2 separate regions of the Sus scrofa genome follow, and region 1 is linked to region 2. The links are chromatin contacts, called in public Hi-C maps. All regions are on one chromosome and are shown on one strand. Each heading gives the region's core, a stretch centred on a gene start, on an enhancer-like site or on the middle of the called end of the contact. The rest is flanking DNA. Distances are from core to core; before and after follow the strand shown. Region 1 holds the start of TXN2 (thioredoxin 2). Region 2 holds the start of TST (thiosulfate sulfurtransferase).

Region 1 (2,907 bases), core at 56-2,555, 520 kb before region 2:
CATAGCAGGTGCTCAATAAATACCAGAACAAGTGACACCCAGTCTTCTACTGACCCCCCCAGGACTCACTGTGCATGGAAATCCACAACCACTGGCGTCTCACTGTTGACAACTCGGTCTTGAAAGTCAGGTCCATCCTGGATGTTAAAGGTTGTTGTACAGACCTGGGTAGTGTATAATGACCGGGCTTGGCTGGGTGTTCCTGTCAGGTTACTAAGGCTGAGCTGTGGGGTCTGCAGGGCTCTGGAAGCGAGGGGTGCCCACCGACTATGAGAGGGCTTCCTGGAGACTACAGAGGCCAGGAACCTCCTCAGGAGAAGACGCTGAGCCATCTGTGAAGGGAAGAGGTAGGAAGAGTAGGGGCAAAGAACAGGAAGTCAACACACCAGAAATCAGAAAGGTATGTGGGAGTACCAGGGGGCTCAAGATGCAGGGCCAGAAACAAAATGTTGGGAAATAATACATAAGACTTCTGGAGGAAAAGTGAGTAAAGAATGAGAATCAAGGGGAAAAAGGAATCGAAAACCAGGATGGGAAAACTAGGTCGACAACCCAAAAAGCAGGATATTGGTGAAATTACAACAGACGGAAGGGGGGAAGGAATCAATATTTATGGAGCACCTGCTAAGAGATAGGTATCTTACAGGCATTAGAGTCCTCCCAGATCAACGATGAAGAAGTTTCTACTGTACTACTGCTCATATTATAGATAAGGACTTAGAAGCTCAAGCAAATTGTGACATATCCAAAGCAACCCAATTATTAAAGGAGAGTCGACACTAGAGCCCACGACAGTCTGAAAAGTCCTTACTCTATCGATTACTCTTTTAAAAGGAGTTTTAATGGGAAATTAAAGACAAAGGAGAGTTGTCAAAGGTTCAGGAAAGAAGACAAGCAACAATTCAAATAGGAACGAAGTGACACGGGAGCAGGTGGGGGGGGAATTAATAAAGAAGGGACGTGTGTGTGGAAGGAACTGGGAACCCCGGCTCCCCGAATGGCAAGTTCCTCCCACCCAGGGTTTCTGCCCGCTCGGCCATCGGCCTGCATGGGAACGCGCCTGCAGAGGCGCCTCAGCCGCGATACCACTTCGAACCATCCCCACAGGGCCCCTACCTCCCAGCAACGAGAGCGAAGCGACGCACAGCACGGCCCGCCCCACCGGTCAAGGGCACTTCTGTCGTCACTTCCTGAGGGGCGGGCCTTAGCGTCACTTCCGGGAAAGGCAACCTGAGCAAGTCCTCAACTAGAGGGCAGGCACGGGCGGAGCCTCCGTTAGGGACCGGAAGAGAAGCGTTCTTGAAAAGAGACACCGGAAGATGGGCGGGCTCTTAGGGGAGGAACCGGAAGAGGGGCGGATCATTGGGGAGGGACAGGAAGAGGCCGGAGGGCTCCGGAGGAGGGTCCGGAAGAGGAGGGGAAGGAGGCGGGAGTGCCAGGGAGGGGGGGGGGCGGAGAGAAGGGCGGTGGGGAGGCGTGGTCCTCGAGTTTGCAAACACTTGCTGACCAGCATGTCCACCCTTTTGTCTCATTGTCCTAATGTCGCTTCGAAGCAAAAGACTTCAGTTGGGAGTCCAGAGAACGCTGACTCGTATTTGTCATATGTGACTGTATAACTTCGTGGTTTCGAGCAAGTCTTCCTGCCCTTGGGGACTTCAGTTTCCCAAAATGTGACATGAAAAGCTCAGCTTGTCTTCCACCCTTGTCTCTTTGGGATTGCTGAGAAACTGGGCCCAGACAAGATGCCAACTGGTAGTGATACTTGGAGGGCCTGCCTCTGAGGCCCCAGGCAAAGTGTGATGATCCCTGAATCTACCTGGGCCTGGGCCTTCCTTTCTCACCCATTGTCGCTGTCATGGACAACAGGAGTCTAGGCATTTGTGTGTCTCAGGCTGGTCTCACAGCCACCCCTTGTCTCCCTTGCACCCTTTACCTATGTTAGAGCAGGAAAGGGCTGTGGGGTTTCAGAGCAGAAATAGAGGCAGAGAGTCCAGAGCGTTGAGGCTTCAAGTAGGTTTACTGAACAGAAGATGGCCAGAAGCACTGAGAGAAAGCACAGGCTCCCTGGTATTAGCGGGGGAATAGGTTTTATAGAGGCTTGTGGCTAAAGTAACCAGTGTCAGGGCTGGCATCAGGCTACATGGGAGGGGTAGGAGGAGAGGTGAGGGGTTGTAACAATGTTCCATGATATGGTGGGAACTGAAGATTAGCAAAGACAAAATGCAGTTAGGGCAGTCATCATTCCAGAACAGGCTGCTCTTGGTTGAACAAGATAAGGGAGTCGGCAGTTTGAGGGATTAAATCTGGCTCTAAGACCTTACAACCACTCATAACTTCTTATGGTTCTATGAATAAATCAATGCTTCTCCCTCCTCCCTGCCTTTGCTTAACTTGAAAGCCTTTTTTCTATGTCCACTCGGTAGAACACCTACTCATACTTCTTGAGCAGCATTAATTGCCTTTTTCTCTCTGGTGCTTTGTCCATAACACACTGCACAGTGTCTGTCTCTCCCGTGAGACCATATGCTCCCTGAGCATAGGGATCTCCAGCTTTTACACATGTCCATACACCCAGCACCAACCTGATACAACCTGGCTCACCAAGGATGTTCCATAGATGCTTATTAAGCTGAGTGTATTTTTCCTCTTCTTTTTTTTTTTTTTTTTTTGGCCACACCTGCAGCATGCAGAAGTTCCCAGGCCAAGGTCAGGAAGCAGGTAAATTGGCAGAGCCCCATCTCACACTTTCACTTCAATCTACACTCCAGCTAGTGGGAATCACAGTTCCATAGTTTGCTTAAATGTCTCTCCCATCCCTGCACTTTGTAGTTGCTACTTCCCATGCCTGGAAGGCTTTTCTCTCTACTGTCCAGCTGAGAAAATGCTAAACACCTACCAGACTAGGCA
Region 2 (2,718 bases), core at 55-2,554:
TCCGCGTCTCCTTGCGCCCCCTCCCGCGCAGAAAGAGGTGGGGCGAGAGCTTCTAAGGGAGGGTGTCTGGCCCTACAAGCTGCAATCCTCGCCCTCAAGATCTTGTTTGAAGGTGCCCAGGTTGACGGGAGAAGGCATCCTGGGCTTAAAGCCCCCTTCCTGGGACTGCAGGAGAGTGGCTGCATGGGGACGGTTCGCTGGAGCCCTGCACGCACCCGCGCCTCGCGTCTAGCAAACCTTCCTGCGGCCTCTCAGCAACATGGGCTCGCCCGCCTCCCGAACGCCCCAGTCCAGCCCGGCCCGGTGCCCTCTGCCCCGGTTGGGGCCAGGGTGCTTGGGGCAGACCGCCCCACTCTCCCCACCGGGACCCTCCCCTGGGTGGCAGGTGGTCCGGCCGGCGGCCCAACTCCGGGCGGCCCGGGCGTCTGCTGCCGCCCCACCCCGCCGCACTCACTCGCCCTCGCCGCCGCCCTGGCGCTCGCCCCTGCCCGCTGGAGAAGTTGGCAGGTTCAAACCCGGAGCCCTCAACTCCCCGGCCGGCCCACTCCATTGCGCCTCCACGCAGGGGGGATCGTGCGCCCCTCGCCCAGCTCCGCGCTCCCGCCGCGGCGCCGCGTCCGTCCCCCGGCCACCCGCCCGGCTCGCAGCGCCTCTTAGATGCTCCAGGATCCGCCGCGGGCGGTGGGCGGCGCGGAAGGGGCGTGGGGCAGGGCTCGGCGGCTCGGGCCTCCCCCGCTCCCGCCTGGCCAGTGGAAGGCGCCGGCAGCCCGGGCTCCGAGTGGCCGCAGCAGTGGGCTGTGCCGTTGTCTCCTCCCTTTGGCCGGCAGCAGGTTGGTGACGGGAGGAGGGGACAGCTGCGGGCGCGGGGAGGGGGCGCTCTGCGCCGGGCAATGGCCGAGCCCGGAAGCCAGGATCCCGAGATTCGGGTGACTGCGGGGGCGGCGTGGCGCTTGCCTTTCTTTAGAGGGAGCTCGATCGTCCGGATGCTCAGCCTGGGACGTCCCCCCGCCGCCCCGGGGCCAGAGCAGAGCTGGGGGCTGCAGCCTAGCAGGGAAGGCGCGGCCCTGGCTTCACCCTCAGGATGGCTGTCCGCAGCAGCTGGGGGAGGCCGGCAGAATGGGGTCGGGCTGAGTGGCCGCGGGAGGGGGACCTGTGGAGGATGGTGTCACCTGGTGCCACCAGAGAGGGTAGGAGGGAGGGAGTAGGGCTCATAAAGCCGGAGAAGCCTGGGAGAGGAGGCCAGCTGACCCAGAGGCTCCGGGGAGGACAAACTGGCAAAGAACTTGCTGGAGCGAAAGGAAACTAACATTTGTCAAGGCCTGCTTGGTGAGGAACTCCGCAGGGTGCTCCTCCCCCGGGTGTCACTTCCCACAACAACCCTGCGGGTGTCACTTCCCACAACAGCCCTGCGGAGTAGGTCAGAAACTTAATTTAAACACCAAAGAGAGAGAACCAGCGGGTTGCCCAGGGGCACACGAGGTGAGGCGGAGACCAGGCTATCGTTAATCTTGGATCTTAAGCTCAGGAGGCTAGGGCTGCTTTTTTTTTTTTTTTTTTTTTTTTTTTTTTGTCTTTTTGCCATTTCTTGGGGCGCTCCCGTGGCATATGGAGGTTCTCAGGCTAGGGGTCCAATCGAAGCTATAGCCACCGGTCTACGCCAGAGCCACAGCAACGCCAGATCTTTAACCCACTGAGCGAGGCCAGGGATCGAACCCGCAACCTCATGGTTTCTAGTCGGATTCGTTAACCACAGAGCCACGACGGAACTCCTAGGGCTGCTTTTGTGTATCTTGCTCATCCCGGAAGCCTTATGCTTAAAACAAACAAACAAACAAACAAACAGAACACAAAAAAACAAAAAACCTGCATTTGTATTCAATCTTTACGTAAATTAATGTTTTTAGCATGGGTGTGTTAACTGCTGGAACACCACTGCCCCTGACTTTTTTTCTTTCTTTCTTTTTCTTTTTTTTTTTTTTGGTTTCTTAGCCAAAAAGCAGCATATGGAAGTTCCCAGGCTAGGGGTCTAATTGGAGCTGTGATTTGACCTATGCCACAGCCACAGCAACTCAAGATCCGAGCAGAAGCTGCGACCTACACCACAGCGCATGGCAATGCCAGATCCTTAACCCGCTGATCAAGGCCAGGGGTGGAACCTGCAGCCTCAAGGATACTTGTCAGGTTCCTTAAGGCTGAGCCACAAAGGGAATTCCTGCCCCTGACTTTTGCATATGCTGTTACATGTGCCTGGAATACTTTTCTCATCTCCCTTTTATTTTCTTTCTTTTTTTTTTTCAGCCTTCTGGTGGCATATGAAGTTCCCCTGGCCAGGGATCAGATCCAAGCCACAGTTGCAACCTAAGCTGCAGCTGTGGCCCCAGCGGATCCCTAACCCACTGTGCTGGCCTGGGGATGGAACCTGCCTCCTAGCACTCCCAAGACACCACCGATTCCATTGTGCCACAGTGGGAACTCCTCTCATCCCCCTTTGAAACATTCTTTTCATTCTGAGGCAATTATATTCTCACCAAAAGTGGCAAAAATTGGTCCTTCGCCAGGTCATCCTCTGAGCTTTGTGCTTTGCAGTTGGGGGAGAGAGTGTGCTGGGGAGGCCCTTGGAGAAGGGCCGGTCTGACTGGAGCCCTGTTCTTCCTGGGCCCACCCCAGACAGCAGGCCGGGGCTCACACTTCCTCTAGTATAGTTTGTATACACTCCGA

Evidence for each region. A called contact is a pair of places that touch in the nucleus more often than the background predicts.
Region 1: a Hi-C map of liver shows a contact between it and region 2, with 5 times the contacts expected there. The contact joins the promoter of TXN2 here to the promoter of TST in region 2. A contact is called at or near these places in 1 of 5 promoter capture datasets (fetal liver) and 1 of 47 Hi-C or Micro-C datasets (liver).

Annotation. Positions count from the first base shown.
Region 1 is chr5:11,262,868-11,265,774 of Sscrofa11.1, reverse strand. It overlaps TXN2 (thioredoxin 2), which reads right to left and starts at 1,305. Exons shown (of 4, transcript NM_001243705.1): 1 at 1,117-1,305; 2 at 70-332. The coding sequence starts at 332.
Region 2 is chr5:10,747,850-10,750,567 of Sscrofa11.1, reverse strand. TST (thiosulfate sulfurtransferase) reads right to left here and starts at 1,304. Exons shown (of 3, transcript XM_005663810.2): 1 at 955-1,304. MPST (3-mercaptopyruvate sulfurtransferase) reads left to right here and starts at 742. Exons shown (of 3, transcript XM_021091532.1): 1 at 742-830; 2 at 2,299-2,718. It overlaps MIR9819 (microRNA 9819), which reads left to right and starts at 958; the gene lies at 958-1,055.